5 separate regions of the Mus musculus genome follow, and all the other regions are linked to region 5. The links are chromatin contacts, called in public promoter capture Hi-C and targeted proximity ligation maps. All regions are on one chromosome and are shown on one strand. The core of a region is the stretch at or near the end of the contact, and the rest is flanking DNA. Distances in the headings are between cores, read along the strand shown. Region 1 holds the start of Ssh3 (slingshot protein phosphatase 3). Region 2 holds the start of Rela (v-rel reticuloendotheliosis viral oncogene homolog A (avian)). Region 3 holds the start of Capn1 (calpain 1). Region 4 holds the start of Znrd2 (zinc ribbon domain containing 2). Region 5 holds the start of Tmem151a (transmembrane protein 151A).

Evidence for each region. Promoter capture Hi-C pulls out the DNA fragments that hold promoters and counts their contacts.
Region 1: a contact with region 5 is called in a targeted proximity ligation map of pancreatic cancer cells. A contact is called at or near these places in 1 of 39 promoter capture datasets (liver) and 2 of 130 datasets of targeted methods (embryonic stem cells and pancreatic cancer cells).
Region 2: a contact with region 5 is called in a targeted proximity ligation map of memory CD8 T cells, with 50 read pairs. A contact is called at or near these places in 2 of 130 datasets of targeted methods (memory CD8 T cells and pancreatic cancer cells) and 1 of 9 other capture datasets (pancreatic islet).
Region 3: a promoter capture Hi-C map of liver shows a contact between it and region 5, with 3 times the contacts expected there. A contact is called at or near these places in 2 of 39 promoter capture datasets (the SN4741 cell line and liver).
Region 4: a contact with region 5 is called in a targeted proximity ligation map of bone marrow-derived macrophages, with 4 times the contacts expected there. A contact is called at or near these places in 2 of 39 promoter capture datasets (liver and pre-B cells) and 2 of 130 datasets of targeted methods (bone marrow-derived macrophages and pancreatic cancer cells).

Annotation. Positions count from the first base shown.
Region 1 is chr19:4,267,798-4,270,497 of GRCm38.p6, forward strand. Ssh3 (slingshot protein phosphatase 3) reads right to left here and starts at 1,436. Exons shown (of 14, transcript NM_198113.3): 1 at 1,218-1,436; 2 at 748-788; 3 at 1-181. The coding sequence starts at 1,283. Ankrd13d (ankyrin repeat domain 13 family, member D) reads right to left here. Exons shown (of 15, transcript NM_026720.2): 15 at 2,383-2,700. The coding sequence ends at 2,539.
Region 2 is chr19:5,636,195-5,638,894 of GRCm38.p6, forward strand. Rela (v-rel reticuloendotheliosis viral oncogene homolog A (avian)) reads left to right here and starts at 1,347. Exons shown (of 11, transcript NM_009045.5): 1 at 1,347-1,647; 2 at 2,238-2,264; 3 at 2,357-2,508; 4 at 2,661-2,700. The coding sequence starts at 1,641.
Region 3 is chr19:6,013,877-6,016,576 of GRCm38.p6, forward strand. It overlaps Capn1 (calpain 1), which reads right to left and starts at 1,371. Exons shown (of 22, transcript NM_007600.3): 1 at 1,230-1,371; 2 at 325-592; 3 at 120-189. The coding sequence starts at 591. Gm10814 (predicted gene 10814) reads left to right here. Exons shown (of 5, transcript NR_045783.1): 2 at 353-480; 3 at 993-1,936; 4 at 2,441-2,607.
Region 4 is chr19:5,730,387-5,733,086 of GRCm38.p6, forward strand. Znrd2 (zinc ribbon domain containing 2) reads right to left here and starts at 1,346. Exons shown (of 4, transcript NM_020491.5): 1 at 1,290-1,346; 2 at 1,058-1,209; 3 at 855-939; 4 at 1-326. The coding sequence starts at 1,308.
Region 5 is chr19:5,084,124-5,086,823 of GRCm38.p6, forward strand. It overlaps Tmem151a (transmembrane protein 151A), which reads right to left and starts at 1,368. Exons shown (of 2, transcript NM_001001885.2): 1 at 1,175-1,368. The coding sequence starts at 1,249.

The DNA.
Region 1 (2,700 bases), core at 186-2,685, 820 kb before region 5:
CCGCTTTTGCACTTGTTTCCAGGGACTCTGGAGTCCTTGCCCTTTGTCAGTCTGGTCCTCGGTGGGCTGTTCCTCACCTGAGGGTTCCTCCATTGGCTCAGAGTCAGCCTCAGATGCAACATTACTGTCCCCTCCATCCTGAAGTCCCAGGACAGCCCCTCGGAGCACCGCAAAACTCTGCCTGGCAGAGCGATGGGGACATGGTTCAGGTCATAGGTTTTCAAACTTTAGGGAGGCTGAGTCCCCTGGCTGGCGGAAGTGGGCTGCTGGCCCGCTCTCCAGAGTCAGATGGGCCGGAGTGAGGCACAGTTTGCACTTTTGTAACCAGGACCCTGATAGCGGTAGGCACCTAGAGCCAGCCTTGGGCTCTCAGGCTCCTCCTCACCTTGTTTTGCACCTTTGGAATGTGTTCCTTTTCGGGGTGGACTCAGATGCTATAAACTTGTTTAAGCACTTATACTCCTTCAGGTCCCATCCTGCCCTTGGTCCTGGGATTACTGGGCGAGCCAAGGTCCAGGTAATGTGTGAAAGCATCTACTGGCCAGGGCTAAGTTAACCATGCTGGTTCTTCCACAAGCCAGAGATGTGATGTTTGCCAGCTCCACCCACAGCATCTGCCTCCCACCTAAGCATGAGTTTATCTGACAATACTTAAGTGAGTCCTTGGTCCAAGCAAGACATCAGGAGTCCACAATGGCAGCAGCTAGGCCACAGGCTATAAGGAAGCATTTGTCAGACAGAACTCACCTGCGCTGGAGCCGGCCTCTGCGTCTTACCACTCGGTCCTGCTGAGAAAGCAGCCCGGGAATAGAGTAAGAGAGCAGCTTCCAGGACAGGAAGCACCCAAAAGCCTCTCCTCTTCCTACAAGGGAGCGCTAGGTGGAAAAGAAATCTCTTTCCTCTGAAGCCGCTCCCCTCCAACAGGCCCCAGAGAAACCCGGCCTAAGTCCAGGTACAGCAGTGCTGCAAGGATAGGGGGTTGCAGAGTGTGGGAGGTATTTGGGCAGATCTGGGCTTCAACAGACCCGGGCGGTTCTCAGGATTCCGCATCTACCTACGTCGAGCTCCTGGGAGCCTCAGGGCCTCCCAAGTGCCTTAAAACGTGAGACTCAAGGTCCCCCTCCGCCTACTCCCAGCCGTCTGCTAGGGGCAGGACTTGCTCCCTAAGGCCTACCTTGGCAGCCAACTGTAAGAGCGTAAAACCAAGCTAAACTCACCGTGGGTCCCACAGGCGTGGAGTGGCCACTTGCCGGCGGCGAGCGACTCACTGTGACCAGCGCCATAAGGTAGGCAGGCCCGGAACACCTGGGCGAACACCCGGCACGACCCCTCCCTCAGCCTTACGGTCAGTCCCTGCCTTCGCACAACCAGGAAGAAGAGATTGGAGCCACCAGGGCCTGGCACCTCCTCGGGAGCGGCCCTTAAAGGGCCCGACTCATGACCAGTCTGGTCGCGTAGAGCTGGTACCGAGCGACAGCGGCCCCGCCCCTGCGGTCTCGGTTCAGCTTGCCCCGCCCCGACCGCGCTAGAGGCGTGGTCAAGGGCGTGGCGCAGGTGAGCCCAGACCTCACTTTCCCTGCTTTGGTCGCTTTGCCCACAGAAGGCTTTCAACCCTTCTTGCTGCACCCAGTAAGACTTGGACCCCCACTGTTTGGTTTATGCTATGGTTTCTTGGAAAGGAAGGAGCAAGGGCAACAGTTTTGTTTTTGAGACAGGGTCTCACTATGTAGCTGACAGACCTGAAACTCATTATATAGAGCAAGTCGCCTAAAACCCAGAGATCCACCTGCCTCTGCCTCCCAAGCACTAGAATTAGAGGCATGCGCCACCATACCTGGGAGGCAATGGGTCTTAAATCTACCACCCCATTCCAAACTTGCTCTCTTTTCTGCTTGGCTGTCATTCCTCTACTCTTGAGAAGATCTGGGAGAACAGAAGGCCTTTTTGGAATTTTTGCAATAGTCCCCAATACCTGTACGCATTTCAGGTCCACCCTAGGGGTGACTAGGACAGGGCTGAGCCCCTTCCCCAGAGAGTGACTTGCTTAAAGGTTCATTCTGGTAGAAAATACTTGAAACAGGGGGAACCTGTGCCTGAGTTTTGGGGATGAGGTGGGAGCTTCCCCCAGTAGGTAGAATAGGAAGACCCAGCCCAGCGGGAGTATGGACCATCAGGCTGGGTGGCAGGCAGAACCTGGGGTTGGGGTAGCATCCAGGGAAATTTCAGAATCTCCAGGAACTCCTGCCCCGTGAGAAGTGGTCTTATTTTCTAGCTGTAGAAATGGAGGCTCCAAAGCTGCTCAGTGCCAGCTCCAGCGAGGACTACCCATCAGTAACCCCATCCAGTGTCCCCTTGGTTCCAGACCACGCAGGACAGCAAGCCTACTGCTGATGGTCTCTTTATTTCCACCTCAGTCTCACTGCTAGCCTATCTTCAGTGCCCAGGTCCCAAGCTCAGCAGCAGACAGTTTATAAATAAATAAATTACAAAACCAGGCAGAAGGCATGGCCCTGGGGAGCCGTCCCAAGGCCAGGCAACTCAGTGCTCTGTGAGTGACAGCTGCAGGATCCGCTGTAAGTCGTCTTCTTCCTGCTGACCCCGTCGCTCCAACTCCTCCTGTTCCCTTGAAGACAACTCCAGGGCCAGGCGAAGCTGCTCCTCAAAGCTTGGGGGTGCAGGGGATGGAGGTGTCTTCTGAGG
Region 2 (2,700 bases), core at 97-2,596, 550 kb after region 5:
CTGCAGTTACAGTTGCTGATAACTGGACTCTGGTCTTCTGCAAGGGCATTATCGACTCTTAACTGATGGGCCATCTCTCCAGCCTGCAACCATCCTTTTTTAAAGAGCATCTTCTGTAGTTCTGGATGGGTTCAAACTATGTAGAGGAGGATGACGTTGAACGTCTGACCCCATGAGCGCTGGGATTACTGGAGCATCCTGGAGTCAGAGATCAAATCCCAGCTTCCTGCAACGTTATGCAAAAACTACTGAGTTCTCATTTCTAGCCTTTACTTTTTAGTAAGGACGCTGGTATTCATATTAACTTAAATTGTAACTATATGTGTTTTTACAAGTGGTTCATGTGAGGACCAATGATGGCTGTGTGCCATTAATTGGAGATTATATTCATTCTGTCGCCTTGACATCCGCCCTCGCAAAATATTAAACTGCTTTTTCTAATCTGCGCCAAGTGAGAAACTGAAATGAGTGGGAGGGGCGTAACTATTTTCACTTTTGTCTTCCTGTTTTTTTCAGAGCCTGGGAAAGCAATTCAGAATTTCCAATCTTTTCCAATTCCCACATGATTTCCTAATTTAGAGAAAATAAGTCTTTCTCTGAGTGCTGAAACCTCCTGTGGCCCGGGAGGCGCCTCCTCCTTCTGGCATAGTGGAGGCAGCCTGATGTGTTGCGTCCTCCGGCCAGAGTCCCCACACTCAATCTGCACACCTGCCCTTGGCTTAGATGGCAATTTTTGCTCCCTACAAACGCTTTCCTCATTGGAGCCTGGACTCCTGGGAGGCCTTGAAGGAGATGTTCACGGTGTGACCCTAGCTGGTTCCGGAGATCCCTAAAGATCTAAACCTTAGCAGACAGCACCTATGTGTGCAGACGAAGCCCTGGGGCTCTTCCAGCACTCATGGCTCTCAGGGACTCTTAGAGGTACAGGTGTCTGCCTAGTCCTCGGTCTGCCCCTCTACCCTAAGGCCTGTCGGATGCAGCACGCTCGCTCCGCGAAGCACTCCTGCGCGCAGCCGGATCTAGGTTGGGGAGCATGTGGCCCGTAGCACGCGGGTCCCCAGAAGGCCCCTGCACGCTTAGGAAAACGTGTGGAATTCAGTCACTGGCCTCCGCGGGAGCAGCAGGCCTGGGCCTCTCCCTGCGCAGGGCGAATGGCCGCAGCCTGCCACCAGCCCTGGCTCGGCTCCAGTCCCGGCCAGGGTGACATCACCAAACTCCTGAGATCAGAGCGGGGCGGGGAACGGGACCCGAAATCCCCTAAAAACAGAGTGAGTAATCGCGGGCCCGCCCTCCAGGCGGGGCCGGGAACGGGACCGGGACCCCGAGCGAGCCGCGCTGCGGAGCTTGTAGTCGGGCCGGCCTCGGGACAAACAGCCTCGGCGTCCTCCCGCCGCGCTGCGGTGTCCCCGCCCGCGCGCCCGCCGCACACCTTCCGCGCCCAGCGTGAGTCGCGCACCTGCTCTCGGCCCCCCACGCGCGGCGGTGGCGGTGGCGGCGGCTCAGCGCGCAGGCGCGGCCGGATTCCGGGCAGTGACGCGACGACGGGCGCGCGCCGCGCATTTCCGCCTCTGGCGAATGGCTTTACTTTAGCGCGCCGTGGGCTCAGCTGCGACCCCGGCCCCGCCCCCGGGACCCTGACCATGGACGGTGAGGCTGCCCTCTGGCTCGGGGGATGGCTGCCCTAGAGCTCCGGGGCCTGCGGCGGAATCTCCCCCCTCCCCGCGCCGTCTTCCGCCCCTTTCTGCGCCGCGGGTTGCTGCGCAGGGAGCGGCAGGCCGGATGGTGGCACGGGGCGGGGCGGGCTGCGAGGGGGTCTGACTCAGTTACCCCTCTCAGTGGAGGGCGCCTTGACTCAGTGTCCCTCCTGGGTGGGGGTACGGGTGAATCTTGACTCCGTTTCCTCCGGCTCCCCCCACCCCCGTGTCGATGCGATTAGTTCTGGCTTCCTTTCCGTGTAAGGAAGAAAGTATCTGACTCAGTTTCCCCAGAAGAGGAGAGGAGGGTATTACCCCCTCCTCAGTGTCACTTATGAACGTAAAACAGGCACTGACTCAGTTTCCCCTGGCAAAGGAATGCCTCTGTGTCCCCTTTCTCTAGTTCCCCGGCCTCTGTCAGGGCAGGTTTCAGGGTCTTGGCTCAGTTTTCTTGGAAGGGAGGGAGCTTGGCTCTGTCAGGCCTTCGCAGGTGAGGGTGGGCACTGGAGTTTATTGACAATGTGCCTTGTCTTTCCCTTTCAGATCTGTTTCCCCTCATCTTTCCCTCAGGTAAGTTGGACCATCCATCCTCAGTAGTCAGGGGCTGTCCTGGAGTCGGGGCCGTGGGGATAGCACCTGATGGCTGACTGTGTCACCCACAGAGCCAGCCCAGGCTTCTGGGCCTTATGTGGAGATCATCGAACAGCCGAAGCAACGGGGCATGCGATTCCGCTATAAATGCGAGGGGCGCTCAGCGGGCAGTATTCCTGGCGAGAGAAGCACAGATACCACCAAGACACACCCCACCATCAAGGTAAGCAAGAGCCCCCAGGGGTGTCGCTGGGACACAGATGTGGTGGAACGCACTGTGCAGCCCCAGCAGACTTGCCTCCTGGTCACCGTGCCCTGTGTCTAAGAGCCAGATTAGGGATTGCTGGCCACTAGAGTACTCTGTACTTTGGACAGATCAATGGCTACACAGGACCAGGAACAGTTCGAATCTCCC
Region 3 (2,700 bases), core at 121-2,620, 930 kb after region 5:
GCTGATAGTCAAAACCTGTCTGGACCTGCAGGAGGGAGGAGTTGGGGCAGTGCCCAATGGAACGGGAACGGAGAACTACAATGGGGCAAACGCCCAGAACCCCACCCCTGGGGGCCTACCCAGTGCTCCCTGGCAGATGTCTGTCCGGGTGGCTCCATCCACGATGAACTGGGGGTTTGACATCAGTTCCTACAAGACCCACGGTCATGTTCCTGGGCCAGTCCCTCCTAGAAACTGGTACCCAGACACCACGAATAATGGGGGGGCCCAGTCCCATTGCCCACCACCATCAGAACCAAGTTCCACCCAGAGTGGCCCTCTTACCGTAGGCCGCTTCCATTTGATGCCATAGGTTTTAGAGGAATGAGGACCCAGTTCCTTGAAGCCCAGGCTATGAGAAACCGGAGGGAAGGCCTCGTCTTGGAAGAGGACCCCACTCTGCAGGCATCTTGCCCGAAGCGTTTCATAATCCTGGCCCAGGTACTTGATGGCGTTTTCATGGCGGCCCAAGCCCAGCTCCTTGTCCCGCTTCTTCTGTACTTGGGCTGACACCCCGGTGCAGTACACAGGGGTGATTAACTCCTCTGTCATCCTGGGGAACACATGGGCCTGGTAGAGATGCAGGCCTTCCCAGGGATAAAACACAACTGCCTGCCGACATTCTCCTGGACTCATTCCTCCCCAAACATGGGTCACTGCTCCCTTTACAGTGCCTGGGACTCTCAGCCACCTTGTTGTTAGGCTCTCAGAATCTGGAAAGGGGTGTCCAGTTTCTAGGTATCCTGGTCACCACCTCTCTTTTCCCTATTCTTACCGCCCAGAGGTGACAGTTTGGTATCAGCCATCCAGGCAGGTAGGATAGGGTGGAGGCCAGCCACAGCAGCAGAGCAGAGGTACTCCAGGTACGATCCCTGACACCATTTGCCTGCCTGTAACTTCCCCTCCACAAAGCTGCCAAGCATCTAGTTCATTTGCCCCTTTCCTCGGCTTAGGAACTGAAAACTCCACGCACTGATGCCTTTCCACAAGCTGAACATCAGAGCACTGGACACTGGCCCAGCTACAGCGGACAGGTTGAGCTGAGCGCCTGGGTTGAGCTGCTTCCGGACCCTTAACCCTCAGGCAAACACACAGAAGACCTGAAGCAGGGGCTGATCAGCGACAGCCCCCTAACCCCAGAAGCAGTGGCCTGGGTCAAACAGTCGTAGTCTGGACACCCAACTTCTTACCTGGGGAAGGGGAGTTTGGGAGATTGCTGCGGTCCCTGGGGCTGGCTTCCTTGGTGGCAGCTCAGGGCAGGGCCCAACCAGGAAGAGCGCTCCTCCCTGCCCTCCTCCCTGCCCTCCTCCCCGCCCTCCTCCACCGCCCCTCGGCCCTGGTCCCTCCCTCCCTGGTCCTCCACCTACGCCCGAGGCTCTTACCCCGCTCCCTCTAGGCTCTCCCTTATCTCCCCCGCAACACTTTTTTACTATCTCTTACTTAGGGTGTCTTTCAGTCCCCTCCCCCCGCCCCCTTCCTCTGCAGACTCTAAGCCAGCTCTGCGAGAGGACAAATTGGTAAATGGCAGAGTTGTCTCCCGGGAGGAGCCGGTCGCCGGTCCGGGTGAGAAGGGTTGGACTGGGACAGAAGGGCACCGCCGGCCAGAGAGAGGGTAGGGCAAGGGGTATTTTTAACTAGGGCCGCAGCTCGAGTTGCAGAGCCGCCGGCCCCACCCTATGTCGCCCTCCGGGAAGGTACTGGGGACGATCCGGCTCAGTGACGCCGCCAACACAGTCCTCCACCCGCCTCCTGCGCCCCCGCGTGCCTCTGGGTTGCAGCTGTCTTCCAGCCCAGCCGGCGCTCGGCGAAGCAGGGATTACCTCTGGTGGCTGCAACTGCTTGCTGGAGCTGCCCCTGGCTGGATGAGAGCTGACTTCTGCCGGACGCTAGACAAACGGTAGCCCCACCCCGGCCGGTCCCTGCCGCAGACCCGCTGTAGGGCTGAGCCAGCTCCCCACCCCCTCACCTTAGGGCGCAGGCCTGCAGAGCTAGCACTCCGCCCTAGCGGTCTTTGCGCACACCCTGCATGGCCTTAGGTAAATCCGTGCCTCGATTTCCCCAACCGTGCAGAAAAAAAAGAGGGACAATGGCCTTAGCCAATCTTTGTGTAGCATTCTGGCCTTCTCTTTCAAGTAATTGGTCTGCGCACCTGGGATCAGCTCCCTTGTGGGGGTTACCTGACCCGGGAGAGGGCAGCAGAGGCCCGGAACACCAGGGCAGGCTCACACAGGACCTGCAGATCCCCCTGGGCGCACTACAAGAGTTTGGAGCATCAAGGATGCAGAGGGATTGGAGCGGTCCCAAGGCTCTTCACAGTTATAGAGGTCACAGCATGGCCGATCAAGCTACATAAGATGGACAAGCATTCATTGAATAGATGGTGCTTTTCTTGGGATTCTAGGCACCTCGACACTCCAAAAGTTAAGAGCTGACTGCGTCTAACTTTCGCACCTGGGCGTTATGCTCAGCTGGGCATGAGCTGATGAAGACGCCTCTGCCTTCATGGTTAATGGAGAGGAAGGGTTGGTCCACACACTTTCCCCGACTGAAGCCTCATCTAATGCAGGTGTCAGTAAAGGCAGGAACTTTGGCAAGGGTGGGGAGATGCGCGTGGCCGGGGGCGGGGGAGAGGTAGGGTGGTGCCTGAAGAAAGCCTAGGCA
Region 4 (2,700 bases), core at 96-2,595, 650 kb after region 5:
CAGGCTGCCTAGGGCCTCGGCGCAAGCCCGGATAAGCCCACAGAGCTGGATACTAGTCTCCAAGGAGGTGCTAGAGCCCAGCTCGACTGACGCCCAGGTTAGCTTCTGCAGGAGGGCCGTCTGTGTGGAAGCCACCGCGTCCGTATTTGGAGGTGCAGCCGGAAGAGGAGGCGCCTGGGCTGCCTTGAGCCCGGCTGCTGCGCCTTCACAGTGCTCTGGACGGGGTACTGGTGGCTGGGATGGGGGCCGAGAGCTCGAGGCAGGCTCTGTAGATGAGGCCAGCTGGTGTTCCCGAGCTTGAGAGAGCGCCGCCTGTGCATTCAGTGCTAGAACAAGAAAAGTGGTGGAAGAGTGAGGGTGCCCCGTCCGCCTCTCCCGAGTCATGTGCTCTTTACTGATGTCCCTGAGCTGCTGGTGTTTTCTGCCTAAGCCAATCCCATCTCATCTCTACTCTTCTTTCTCCTTACACATGCTTGCCAAACACTGCCCCACTGATTTACACTTGAGGTCCAGTTGCTTGACAGATGGCCTGGCCTCATCTATGCATCAAGTCTATTCCTGTAAACTGGGATGCCCGCCCTTCAGTGGTAAAATGCCTGTCCAACATGCACAAGCACCCAGGGTTGCACGTGCACTCTACAACGTAGGATGACTATTTTGCTAGGACTCTCCCCACGGTGTCAGAAACAAAAGGCTGATGGTCTTTCTTGAATGAAACACCTCTCTAGGGCGGAAACGAGAAGGCACCTTAATGCCACAGCACGCAGGAGTTTCCACTGTCACCTCCCAGGCTCACAGTTCCTCTGTAGCTATCGCCACTCTCTTCTCCCCACAGTGCACACTCGGACCCTCACCCGGGTTATCTTTATCCACGTCTGAGTCGAGCTCCTGACAAGCCACACAGTAGATTTTCCGCTGTTTATCTTGCAGGAGGATCGTCTGGGGACCAGAAAGTACATGGACATAGGTGAGCCGGAGAGACAGGGTTCACAGAAGAGGGAGCTGAGGAAAGGTCGTGCGGCCCGGTCCGCGGCCTCGGCCTCATCACTCGCCTCACCCCGCAGTCGGCGCACGTGTCGCCCAGCATGCGGTAACCACGGAGCAGGTAGTCCCCCATCAGACGGGAGATGCGATCCTGCCGCTCCCGTCGCGCCTGCAGCACCTTCGTCTCAGCTTCAGTCGGAGGCTCCCAGGTGAAATCGTCGACATCTAGAGAAAACAGGCACAGGAGATAGAGAGAGCTGCCTCCCGCACCCCACGGCCACTGCCCAAACATCCCAAGCGCATACCTGCACCGTTCAAGGCCATGTTGCCGTGGTCACTGCTGGGCTCACCGGAAGTGATCCAAATAAGATGCGCCCCCACTACGGCCCCGCCTCCCACATGTGGTAGCTGAGGGCGGAAGTGACGCTTACACGGTCTTCCTGGCGCTTTAGTCAAAGGGGGGGCGTGTCTGCTGCACATTTGACCCTGACCTACGGGCTCGGCTGGTGGCCAGAGCTATGGTTGGGTACCACCGTCTCCCTGGTAACGCTTCAGTACTCGGGTGTGGCTTTTCAGAGTCTCCATTTCTACTTGCCTCAGATAAAGTGGCCCTTAGGTCTGTGAAATACCCGATTCCCTCAGGGTTGTCTTTCCACACAGGGGAAGCAGGAGATGGGCAGGACCATGACATCTGCCCAACAGTCACTGCAATAAAAAGTTCTCTAAATCTTTCAAACTAGGCTAGCTACACTGAGGTCGTTTTCTGCCTATTTCAACACTCCTCCCTGTTTGCGTGTTGGGTGTCCTCTGTCCACCTTCTACCAATGCCTAGAACTGATGTAAGCCTGCTGTCTTAGTTAGGACTAGTATAGCTGGGATTAACACCATGACCAAAAATAACTTGGGGAGGAAAAGGTTTGTTTCGCCGGGCATGGTGGCTCATGCCTTTAATCCCAGCACTTGGGAGGCAGAAGCAGGCGAATTTCTGAGTTCGAGGCCAGCCTGGTCTACAGAGCGAGTTCCAGGACAGCCAGGGCTACACAGAGAAACCCTGTCTCGAAAAGCCAAAAAAAAAGAAAAGAAAAGAAAAGAAAAGGTTTGTTTCACTCATGGTTCCATATAACATGTTCATCAAAAGCAGGAACTCAAGCAGGGCAGGAAGCTGGAGGCCATGGAGGAGTGCTGCTTACTGGCTTGCTCCTCATGGCTTGCTCAGCCTGCTTTGTTACAGAACCCAAGAGCAGCAGCCCAAGGATGACCCCACCTACAATGGGCTTGACCCTCCCCCACTGATCACTGGTTAGAAAGTGCTCTACAGGAGAGCCCACCAGATCTTACGGAGGCATTCTCTCCTCTCAGAGGACTGTAGGGCCTGCTGGTGAAAATGGCTTATACTCGAGTGGGTTACAAATCAAGGACCAGTGCTCCTCATAATCCTGGGTTCTTTGCAAGAGCACCAAGTAATTAAAAGACCAAGGGCTGGAGAGATGGCTCATCGGTTAAGAGCCCTGGCTGCTCTTCCAGAGCTCCTGAGTTTAATTCCCAGCAACCACATGGTGGCTCACAACCATCTGTAAAAGGGCTAAGACACCCTTTTCTGGGGTGTCTGGAAATAGCTACCATATACTCACATGCATAAAATAAATAAGAGGAGGAGGAGGAGGAAGAAGGGGGTAGAAAGATGGCTCAGTTCTTTTTTAAAAATATTTATTTATT
Region 5 (2,700 bases), core at 118-2,617:
ACCCATCCAGAGCAGCCTGGTCCCATGGTGCATGAAATTTACAGGTGCATTCTGCCACTTAGACCTGTGCCAGCCAGGGGCACACACCCACCCATCCACACCTCCAACACAGGCTCATCATAGACCCACCTACCACAAAGGAACACCATCGCTCATTAAGAAACAACAGAACCTCACTTATTTTCAGAGAACAAACATCAGGGCTGTAGCAAGGTACACCCACACACTCAAGACCACATCAGCACAGGGCATATGCACATACATGTTACACTCTGGCACCTAGACATGTAAGACCCTCACCTGACCACAGTGCATGCCTACCCCACCCTATAGCAACCTGACACCCACAGTCCATACTTAGCAACACACTAGAGAGGCACAGCATGAAATCATACACACCCACACTCTTGGGTGAAGACCCAAGGCAAGGGACCCACCAGAGGCTCACCTGACTACAGGGTATATATGTTTCTACTGAAGACACAGGGAACACATCACCAGAATTCTTTCACACACACACACACACACACACACACACACACCACAAAATGCATTTATATCCGCTCACACATGCAGACCACACACCACCCTGTTTTCCACACCTATCATCTTACACTTGGCACATCCTCCTAGCTAGAGCTGGGGAGGGGGTCTGGGGATCTCAGCCACTGGAGTGGGCCCTCAGTCCTCACCTGGGGGTGGGGGAGAGAAAGGTATCAGCAGGCTCCGCTCCTTTCTCTTCCGTTTTTCCCTCCCCCACCTCCAGTCCCTGCCACCGCTACTGCATTGCAGGCACCGCCCGACACCTCGTGAGCAACTGGGCTGGACTGGGGGCCTGACCCCATGGCCCAAGCAGTCACGGACAGCATCCCCGGCTGCGCTATGGAACAGGGACGTGTGGGGGCCACAGGGGCTGACGTCACAGGACAGGAGAAGATGGTTGAGGGGGCGTCGAGGGTCAGGGTCTCCCCTACATTCCTGCCATCTATTCCTGCCTTGACCTACGTGGATCCCGAAGCCTCGACCCCTACCAGAACGCTGTCTCCCCAATGACGTCATTGCTGGAGGGGCTCCGGGACTTTCCTCCTCAATCCCTCTCCGGGGATCGCCCCTCTACTTGTCCCCTTCACCTCTCTACAGCCCTGGCTTCTTTCCCACTACTCGCCCCCGGTACCTCCTCTCGCAGCGGCTCGCCGTCCGGAACGAGCGCGGGCACCTCCCCGCAGTCTCCACCTTCGCCCTCCGGCATGGTGTCCTGGCTGCTTCGGCTGCCAGGCCCTGGCTCGGGGCATGATAAGCAGGGGTGCGGGGGGGCTGCGGTGCGGCCCCGAGGGGCGTCCGCTCGGCTCGGCGGCCGCTGAAGAGTGCGCGGAGCCCAGCCCGAGCGCGGCGGCGTTGGCGGCCGCGGTGCCCGGCGCCCCGCCCTCCGCTGACCCCGCCCCCGCAGCACCGGTGGCGCCGCTGGCCGCGCCTGGCACCGCGGGCACACCCCATCTCCACCCCCTCGCCTGTGGGAAGCCCAGTCTGGACCGCCGGACGCCTGGTTTCTCTAGCCGCGCTCGCGCTTGCGACCTTGGGCGAGTCCTTGCTCTGCGGCACCCGAGTCTCCCCAACTGAGTAATGAAGACGGCCATGGTGGGTGGACGTCCGCAGGTTCCTCTCTAGGGAATAGGCCCAGCACTAAGCCCACCCAGACTTCACCCCATAAGCTTTGCTTGTTGACAGTTAATACCCAGAAGGGAAAGACAGTCTCATCTGCTGGATTACAGGCTGGTGGGCTGGAGCCAGGGCACCAGGAACTCTAGGCTGCGCGACTTTTGACCAGCATGTTCAAGCCATAAACTCAGCCTTTCTATCTGAGAAATGGGAATGATAATATGTTGGATTAAAGTCACTAGCATGTTTAGGCCAGGCGGGGGCGGGGTGTGTGTGTGATAGGTTTGCCCTGCATGGGACACCCTTTTCTCAGGTGTGTATAGCTCACGGGGCTGGTTTCTCACATTTCAGAGGCCTCAAATTCAGAGATTCACCTACCTCTGCCTCCTGAGCTGGGACTAAAAGTATATTTCACTGTCCTCCATCTTTGCTTATTTTGTGTTTACTTTTAAAATTACTATTTTATTTTATATGTGTTTTGCCTGTATGTTTGTCTGTACACCACATACAAGCAGTGCCCACAGAGGGCAGAGGAGGGTGTTCGATCCCCTGGAACTGGAATGATAGATGGTTGTGAGCTGCTGAGTGAATAATGGGAATCTAAGCAGGTCCTTTGGAAGAGCGACCATCTCTCCAACCGCACCCATTTGTTTACTTATTGGGCCTAAATGTTTTCTGGCTATTGTCTATATGTAGTTAGTGTGCCTGGGCACTAGGAAGACATAGATAGGTGTTAGGAATGACATAGTTCCTGTCCTCATGGAAAATATTCAGGGAAAATCTGATTAAAGAGGGGTTTAGAACCCAGACTCTAGCCATCACTCTGGGCCATGGTCAAGCCTCCGTTCCCTTTGTCCCTCTGTAAGGGCTAAAGTGATCCCCCCTTTTATTTTTATTTTTTAAAGGTGTATTTATTTTATGTATGAGTGCTCTATCTGCACGTACACCTGCATGCCAGAAGAGGGCATCAGATCCCATTACAGATGGTTGTGAGCCACCATGTGGTTTCTGGGAATTGAAGTCAGGACCTCTGGGTTTTTTTGA